Regions from separate parts of the Mus musculus genome. Here regions 1 and 2 are each linked to region 3. A link is a contact called in public HiChIP or PLAC-seq and promoter capture Hi-C data. All regions are on one chromosome and are shown on one strand. The core of a region is the stretch at or near the end of the contact, and the rest is flanking DNA. Distances in the headings are between cores, read along the strand shown.

The links. HiChIP or PLAC-seq counts read pairs in DNA pulled down with a chosen protein or histone mark. Capture Hi-C pulls out chosen DNA fragments and counts their contacts.
Region 1: an H3K27ac HiChIP or PLAC-seq map of regulatory T cells shows a contact between it and region 3, with 4 times the contacts expected there. The contact joins the enhancer-like site here to the promoter of Mpc1 in region 3. A contact is called at or near these places in 7 of 39 promoter capture datasets (the C10 cell line, the HPC-7 cell line, HPC-7-derived erythroid cells and 5 more), 1 of 15 datasets of contacts at CTCF or cohesin (large pre-B cells), 3 of 484 Hi-C or Micro-C datasets (CD4 T cells, cortical neurons and stem cell-derived neural stem cells), 6 of 115 datasets of contacts at active chromatin or transcription factors (acute myeloid leukemia, effector CD8 T cells, memory CD8 T cells and 3 more) and 2 of 9 other capture datasets (adipose tissue and liver).
Region 2: a promoter capture Hi-C map of adipose tissue shows a contact between it and region 3. The contact joins the promoter of Rsph3a here to the promoter of Mpc1 in region 3. A contact is called at or near these places in 4 of 39 promoter capture datasets (the HPC-7 cell line, hematopoietic stem and progenitor cells, neutrophils and 1 more), 1 of 115 datasets of contacts at active chromatin or transcription factors (bone marrow-derived macrophages) and 2 of 9 other capture datasets (adipose tissue and liver).

The regions. Positions count from the first base shown.
Region 1 is chr17:7,867,957-7,870,656 of GRCm38.p6, reverse strand. The region is part of intron 5 of Gm1604a (predicted gene 1604A); the gene reads left to right. Among named protein-coding and RNA genes, the nearest start is that of AU041480, 32 kb to the right of the region's middle. Within about 2 kb of position 1,371, at least 43 of the 459 cell types and tissues checked have an H3K27ac peak or open chromatin away from gene starts, as enhancers often do. A contact at or near this core is called in acute myeloid leukemia, memory CD8 T cells and regulatory T cells, where this site is marked.
Region 2 is chr17:7,944,338-7,947,037 of GRCm38.p6, reverse strand. Rsph3a (radial spoke 3A homolog (Chlamydomonas)) reads right to left here and starts at 1,424. Exons shown (of 8, transcript NM_025789.5): 1 at 735-1,424. The coding sequence starts at 1,228. All of the region lies in intron 4 of Gm1604a (predicted gene 1604A), which reads left to right.
Region 3 is chr17:8,282,337-8,285,036 of GRCm38.p6, reverse strand. Mpc1 (mitochondrial pyruvate carrier 1) reads right to left here and starts at 1,250. Exons shown (of 5, transcript NM_018819.5): 1 at 1,076-1,250. The coding sequence starts at 1,146.

The DNA.
Region 1 (2,700 bases), core at 122-2,621, 410 kb after region 3:
TTCCCTTTTTTCCTACTGATGTTAGCTTATGTTGTAGAACGATGTCAGGGAACCTCGGGTCAGAGAAGCTGCCCGCTGCATCAGATCAGCTGCGCCTGCTTGCAAGAATCCATAATTACAGCATTTATAGCCTGTTCCCATTCTCTCTGGGGCCGGAGTAGAGGGGCTGGCAGTCACGGGAGCCTATCCACTCCTCCAAGCCTCTCGTCTGCAATTCTGCTTTAATTGCAAGAGACATCCTGATCTTGGGAGACAACAGAATTTGTAGATTTGTAGGCTGCAGAAATGAAAGGGGCCCCGTCTAGGCAGCTATGGGGAAGCCATCATCCATGCTGGTCAAAGAATTTGCATGTGGCTACAGTAAATCCTCCTCCCATCCATGCTCTCTGAGGAACCCCAACCTACTTTTTAGCTGACCAGGGTGGACACTGGCAGAATCTGTTCTTTGCTGTGTTGTTAGGACCTCACGGGGAGGGGTGATATTGTCTCTGTCTCCCCAGGGAAGGGGTCTTCACAGTAGTTGTGATGCACTGTAGCATCTACAGATACCTTGAAGCCTTTGAAGTGTGAACACCTTATGTCCCGGGTCCACCCTTTTGGCTTCTCTGGCTGTGTTGTAATCTACAACGTTCAAGCTCAAGAAAAGCACAATTCAGTTATTGAAAAAAATGCAAAAAACCCCAAAACAACAACAAAAAGCACCCCAAAACAAAACAAAAGAACAAAACCAAAAACCAAAACCAAACCAAACAAACAAACAAAACCCCTTTCCTCATGGCATTTTATGTAGGTTTATGATTTTGTGTTGACCTACAGTTGTCCCTGGCCTGAGGTTTAGACATCCTGGGACATATGACATTTATATATTCAAGTATTTGGTTCCTTGCTAGTAAATTGAAATTAACCTTAATCCCATTTTAAAAAAAAACCAAATCATTTTTATTTCTTAATTATGTATCCGTCAGATCTCCTAGAAATACAGGTGGTTGAGCCCCTGGGATGAGAACCCAACTTGGAGCCGTTTTGAGAATAGTGCATGCTCTTAACTGCTGAACCATCTCTCCTGTTCACCTCTCCTGAAAGAGCTTCTGTGGATTTGCCATGTTCCCTGTGAGATGCAGAAGAGAGCGGGGTGTTCCCAAGTGACGATAAGTGCTTATGACCCCAGGTAGACCCACACACCTTCGTAGAGACTTTATTGACTCCCAAGCCTCACTCAGACTTTTGCTCTAATTTCTCTGCTGTCTGGGGAGCTTTGGGAACATGGCGTACAAGTGGTAGCTGAGGAGAGGAAGTTCCTGTCGCTGTCCCAGAGAATCCGACCCCATCTTTCACATCCTCTTTGCATTCCCCAGGCCCTCTGACCGCAGTCAGGTCTCCACTGCATAAGGCTTCATTCAAATAGATCCTTAAATGCACCAGTCTGTCCTCTGCAGTCTCTCTTCCTCTTCCCTCCTTTCCTCTCATCAGTGCCCCAACATCTCTCTATCCCTCCATCCTGCCTCAGTTACCAGAAGCACCCCGCCTAGAGACTTCTGCCACTGAGATCGGGTGGTGCCCTCAGGTTTTTCCTTGTCTATGCCCCTCACCCCCACCCTGTACAGATGTCCTGGGATCAGAGGCTGCTGGGAATGGGGGGGGGGGGAGGGTGGTGTGGACTTCTCCACTGCATGATCTTAATTTCTATAGGAGGAGAGACAGCAAGGAAGACTGTTTCTGTCCCAGACTGCAGTGGCTTTCCTGTAAGGGCTCCCAACAGCTGTGCAAAAGCAGAACCTGTCTAGACTGGGGGCTCCCAAGGCTGGGAAAGAGGTTGTCCCAGCGGTGAGTTCTCCGTGGGGGAAAGAGCAAGGTCGCCCTCTACAGGCAGCAGTGGGCTCTGTTGTATCTTCAGAGTTGCTGACTTCTCAGCTCTGCCTGTGTAGACATGAATTGGTGTTGAAGGTAGCCTGGAATGGGGCCTTGAGAGAATCCCGGGGTAAAGAGGGCTGCAGTGTAGTTCTTCTGAAGCCACTTTGGCCTTCTCGATGTGCCCCACTGCCAGGAGTAGCGTCTGTGTTCTTCTTGGCTCCACAGTCATGCCGTTTTAATTTCATCTAACTCCCCCCATGCAAAGGGCTTTCTTTAGGTAAGAACCGAGGCTTTGGTTTCATCGAGATCAGTTCTGGGGTTCCTGAGTTTCTCACCATCTGTGTGACCCACTCACTGCCCAGGACCTCGTTGCAGTAGTAGCCGGTGTATCCCTGCCCAAGGTGAGCTCTGGGAAATGTCGAGACTATTGAGCTCCGTTGTTGTGGGCAGCATCTGACCTGCGAGTGCTGAATGCTCAGATGCTGGGACAAATGTCTGTCCTGCTTGGGGCAGGTGAGCACTTTAACAATCTCATCTTTAGGGCTATCCATCGAGAAGATTGTAAATAACTGCTTGCTGCTTTTGTGATTTTTTTTTTCCCTTATGTTTGGTGATTCCTTTTGGGGCTACATCCACACGGTGCCAAAAGTACCCAGGTAACTCAGTAAGCACCTCTCAGATCATCCATGTAACATGTGTGACGCTCTCTCCTCCTTACCCCTTGCCCTGCTGGAAGGGAGTTAGCCTAAACCAGAATAAACACGTTGATCAATGGTACCCCAGCACTCACACCAGTGATGCAGGGTCAGGGATATCTGTCTGCTTGGAGGATCGATTGGTAAGGGGTAG
Region 2 (2,700 bases), core at 175-2,674, 340 kb after region 3:
GTCTCAATTAAGCTACTTTGTAACCACTTTCATGAAACATTTGCTATGGTTTCTGCATTGCTTTGATACACAGATAAGTTAGTCAACATGTTACTTCAACATAAAAAAAATCAACTTGTTACAAAAAAAAAAAAAATCAGACATCCTATTGCTTCTGCCTCTGGGATAACAGGTCTGTCTCAGGCCTGGCTGAGGGTTACAAGTTCAACCACCACTTCAATTTACACTGAGCACTTCCTATGTGTTAGGCAAGGTTCTAGGTGAACAAAAGGTGTAGAGCGAAAGCTTGCATTCTCAAACCCTGCTATTCCAAAACGTGAAGCTTATAGAAAGAACTCTGAAATCTTTATTACATATACAGGCCTGAATATTTGCAAACATTCACTAGGGTAACTGTATGTTTTATGGTCCTGCATGGAGGGCTAACCTAATTCCACCCAGTCTGGTATGAAAGGCTAGCTTTATGTGGCTGGCTTTCTCAGTTGGTACATGCTATCCTCTGTGCTTCATTTTCCTCATCTGCATGATGGAGTGACACCAACTTGGCCGAACTGTGGACTAAGAATGTGTAGGTGAATGCCCCCGTATGGTGTTTGGTGGTGTCCATAACCATTCGTGTACGTGTCGTGGCTCAGACCAGCTGTGCCTCTGTTTAACCACATAGCTGTGTAGACACGGGAAAGCAGAAGGGATGCAAAAACGGAGACCAGACAGGAGCTACTTTGGTCACTCACGGCTGCAAAATGCTGTCTCGGTGGCGGCGGCGCTGGCAAGCCACGGCCCGGGGCCTGCTGGAATAGGTGTAGAGGCCTGAGGCCTCGGCTGTCCGAGGGTTAGGGTCTGTCATCGCCGAAGCCTGGTTGAGCGTCGAACTGCTTCCCCTCCGGTGAAGGTGGGCTCTGAAGCAGGTTGGGGCTAAGGAGTCGTCGTAGTCGGAGACTTGTAAGTAGTGCCAAGGGCAGGGATGCTGCGACCCGAGAGGACGCCGCTCTCGGAGAAACGGGCGGAGCGCGAGGGGGACAGTTGCGCCCCCATCGGTTGCCGAGCAACCCGAGGTTCCGCCTGGAGGCAGGAACTCCAGGCAGTTCCGGCCAGCTGGGTTTCCGGAAGGGTCTGTAGTAAAGGGCACTTCCGGCTCGCGGCCCCGCCCACCTGCTGGTCGTCGGGCGCGCTGGTGCAGTGGCCGCTTCTTGGCAGGCAGGGCCGCCCAAATGTTGGTGGCGGCCATTGGGGCGAAGGTAACGCCGTTTGGCCCGGCGCGGGGGCTGCTGTCAGCGCCATCCCAGCAGGCCCATGTGCTCCTGATCTTTCAAGGGCCTCCCCCGGTCGTTTCTTCTCCTGCCACGCCGCCGCGCTCCAGGCTCCCCGGGCGGTGACACGCCCTTGGCAGCCTGGCTCCCCGCTCTGTTACGCGCTGGGGCACAGGCGGGCGGGGCGGGCTGTCTCCTGTTTCCCGTTTCCTCCTCCGCTAACTGGCGTGGATTGCCACGCCTGCCTTCTCCACTCACCTTGGGCTCTCATTGGGCCATCCTTTGGACTTGTAACGTTTGGAAAGGGCTGGGTAGGTTGTTGATCAAGCAGGTTTCCTTTATGCTTTCATCCTGCAGGCGACCAAGAGCAACGCGTTTTAGGATTTAATTTTAAAACTTTAAAGAGGTTAATTTTTTTTTAATGTGTAAAGTGTATGCATCCCTTGTGATTATGTGGGTTTGCAGTTAACACCTTCAGTGCAGCTAAGTCCTACCTTGGCTTTAATCGCTCTTCTGCAGTGTACTAGCCCAGCAACACGTGGGCGAATGGTTATAATTTCTGTGCTTATATGCTTTGTTTTTCCAGTCTACAGAAGTAGAATTTATCCCTTAGGGTTTGTAAGGATTTAAAGTGTTAATCGAAGCTTCAGTACTTAGAACTGTACCTGCAAGTTTACCGTTTAAAGCAGACAGTCACCATTCTATAAGTATACTAAAAAGTGTGTGGTAAATGCTATAGACAGACACTGCTGAAGACTTTCAGTCTGACTGATTTTGAGGAATCTTTTGAGAAAGTGACATTGAAGTGAATATAATGTCGAGGTTAGCATCTGGGGAAAAGGTACCTCTTGAATGTCGTGGATGGGGCCATTTCTTAGAGGCTAAAAGCAAGCTTGTCGATCCGAGTTTGCACCAGAACCCACACGGAGTAGCAGAGACAAAATTCAGACGCACACACTAACAAGTGGGTGTGATCAGAGGTTCATAAGTCTGAGATGTAGAAATCCAGGAGGGTGTGTGTTGACGACTTGCAGAAATACTAAAGAAAAGTTGACATAGGTTTGTAGAAATGTTGAACAGTTTATCAGAATGTTTTTGCCCCCTTGGAACAGGAAACCAGTTCCAAACAGCTAAAGCAATAAAGTGTTCTCTCACTTAAGTTCAGAGATAAAATCTGGGCTTTGAGTACCCTGTTGTCCAGGAGAAAGGGGGAGCAAATGAGTTATTTAACTAGGGAAGAGTGGGTACTGAGTGGGTAGCTAACTGTGCCATCCAAGCCATAACTGGGGTTTATTAATAATGTGATAGCTACTAAACGTTCTGTAGGTTTCTACCCACAGTCTGGTTCTCTTTATTTGACTCCCAGGGCAATCTCATTTACTTCTTTGGTTATAGTAGCACTTATATATTTGTGATAATAAAATCTTTTGTGGAGAGTCTCTCTCAGGTG
Region 3 (2,700 bases), core at 1-2,500:
CCTCCACTTATCTAACTTTAAAATCACAAGAAAATAAAACTATGCTTGGAAATATTGTAATCGGTTTCTAAATTTTGTGAGATCCTTAAAATAGAATCAGGCACCAGGAAATTATAACTGAAAATGAATTCTGGAAAGTGCTTCTTCAACCTCTCAATGTCAAGCCCTCGGGACACACACCTTGCAAGTAAATGCCTCTTCTCAGACGCACTGCGTGGCTGCGACACATGATTGTCCGGTCCCCCTCCCCCAAGCACCGTCAAATGGAAAACAAACAAACAAAAAAACAAACAAAAAACCAAAAAAAAAAAAAAACCCCGCCCTCTGTGCTGCAAATTCTAGCTCCCATTACCCGGATCCCGGCACATTCCAGCACCGCTCCCGCCAAGTCCCGGGCCGGGAGACGAGGAGGGGGATGGTAGCACCCAGTGTCCCCACGTCAACCCACGCAAGGGCATCCTGACTGCCTGCCCAGGAGCGGTGTTCGTCCGGTCGGTCACGAGCCGGAGCGGCGTCCCTGCAGTCACACCGCGTCTTTCAGTCAAGGACTGGAGCTCTGTTCCCTGTCACCAGCCATTCCCTGGGTCGTCCTGCCCGGGAGCGCTGTCCGCTCGGTCACTTGTCGTCCTCTCAGTCACGGGTGGGAGCGCTGTCCCCTCGGGCATGGGTGGGAGAGGCGTCCCCTCCGGCACAGGTTGGGGCGGGGTCCCCAGTCACACCATGTCTTTCAGTTCGCGGGGCTGGAGCTGTTCCCTGTCACCTGCCATTCCCTAGGTCGCCTTAACCAAGAGCGCTGTACCCTCAGTAACCTGCGGTCCCTTAGGTCACGGGTGGGAGCTACGTCCCCTGAGTCCTGCTGTCCCTTCAGGCACGGGTGTGAGCGCTGTCCCTTCTGCCCTCCTAGTCACAGGTAGGAGCGCCATCCCCTCGGTCACTTGCTGTACCCTCGGGAGCGCCGTCCCCTCGGGCACCGGTAGGAGCGCGTTCCACCCGTGCGCCGCTCTCCTACCTTGGCACGGCGCCGCAGGGTTTTCCCGCAGCGGGCGGCTCCCCCACGGCCTACCATGACGCTCACCTCATGAGATAGTCCCGGAAGTCCTTGCTCCGGACATAGTCCGCCGCTTTGCGCACCAGCGCTCCAGCCATGGCCGTGCCGTTGGCGGTGAAGCCGCTACCTAGACAGATGACACCGCTGTGGACTCGGCTGAGGCCCTCGGCGCTCTCACCCCAGCGCCCGCCTCACGACACTCGGAGAAGCCTTACGACCGCTCGGCGCTCCACCAATGAGAACGCGCTAGACCGCAGAGCGCGTCCGGGATTGGCTGCCGCGGTCGACACACCCCCCGCCTGCCCTCGGGGCGGTGCGCGCCGCGGGGCTGCCGTCGTAAAAGGGCCCGGCGGCCCGGACGACTGGCGGTTGCTAGGGGCTGCGAGGGTGACACTCCTCTGCCCGGGGGTCCTGGGCAGGCTTCCGGGGTCTCAGCGGGGCGTGGTGGGCAGGTCGGGCTCCTGTCACCCCTCGCCTGTCCCTTTGCCCCGCGGGCGGCTGCACAGAGACGGTGAGATCCTGCAAACCGGCGGCGACCGGCTTGGGATGGAGTCACCGAGTGCAGAGGAGGGAGGCAGTTAAAAATAGCTAAGAGCCTCAGTCTCCAGAAGTGTGGCTGCCCACGTGTGGAAAGCACAGGTTACATAAGTGCCCGGAGCGTGCATACTGCAGCTTTAGCCTGTACACCCGCAGAGGCTCAGAGCCACACCCCAGACATGGCGGGGGGGGGGGGGGCAGAATGCAGAGAGAGTTGAGCCGGAGGTAATGAGAAGGGCCTGGCTACATTTCCTGTCACCACTACCACTCTTGAGGAGAGGAAAGGTGACAGAATCCCTTCCGCCGTAAACCGGATCGCGTGAAGAACACAACTGCCTTCAGGCTGCTCGCAGCCACACCCGAGTAGGCCACACCGCGCTAAGGGTCGCTAAGGCCCGTCCCCTGAGTTCGTGCCAGTGTCAGTCTTTGTTTACCAAAAGGAGGCTGAAGACGACCTTCCCCTTATAGGGAAGGGTCTGCAGGGCCCGGACTGCAGCGCTCTTGCCAGGTTTGCTCCGGAAGCCCTGGCTGTGTTCCATCTCCAGCACTGCCGTAAACCAGGCTGGGTGGTGGGAAGTTCAAGGTCACCACTGAGTCCTCGGGGTGGGGCTTGGGGCGAAAGTTATTAAACGAATGGTAATCTTCTGTGGTTTTCCCCTTCTATGCATAGTAAATATGTGCAGCTTTTCTCAGATTTAATTTTTGCCGGTTTATTCTAACAATCTTCCGAGAATAGAGGGGACTCTCTTCCTTACCAAAACCGAACCTGAAGCGGGCCTTGGTGGCAAATGAGTTTGATCCCAGCACCGAAGATGCAGAGGCAGAGGCAGAGGCAGGAGGATTTGAGTTCAAGGCCAGCCGTGTCTATATAGCTAGTTCTGTAGCCCTGGCTACTCAGAGAAACCCTGTCTCAAACAAAATTTAAAAAACGAAAAACAAAAAACAAGGCCAGGCAAAAAAAACAAAACAAAAAAAAAAAAAAACACACAAACAGCAACAACAACAAAAGCACAATTTGGGGATTATACCTCAAATCAAGGAAAGTTGAGTAATTTAGAATGCCACTGGGGAATATGAAGTCTGGAATGCACTGGCAGAAATGAATATAGGAAGTT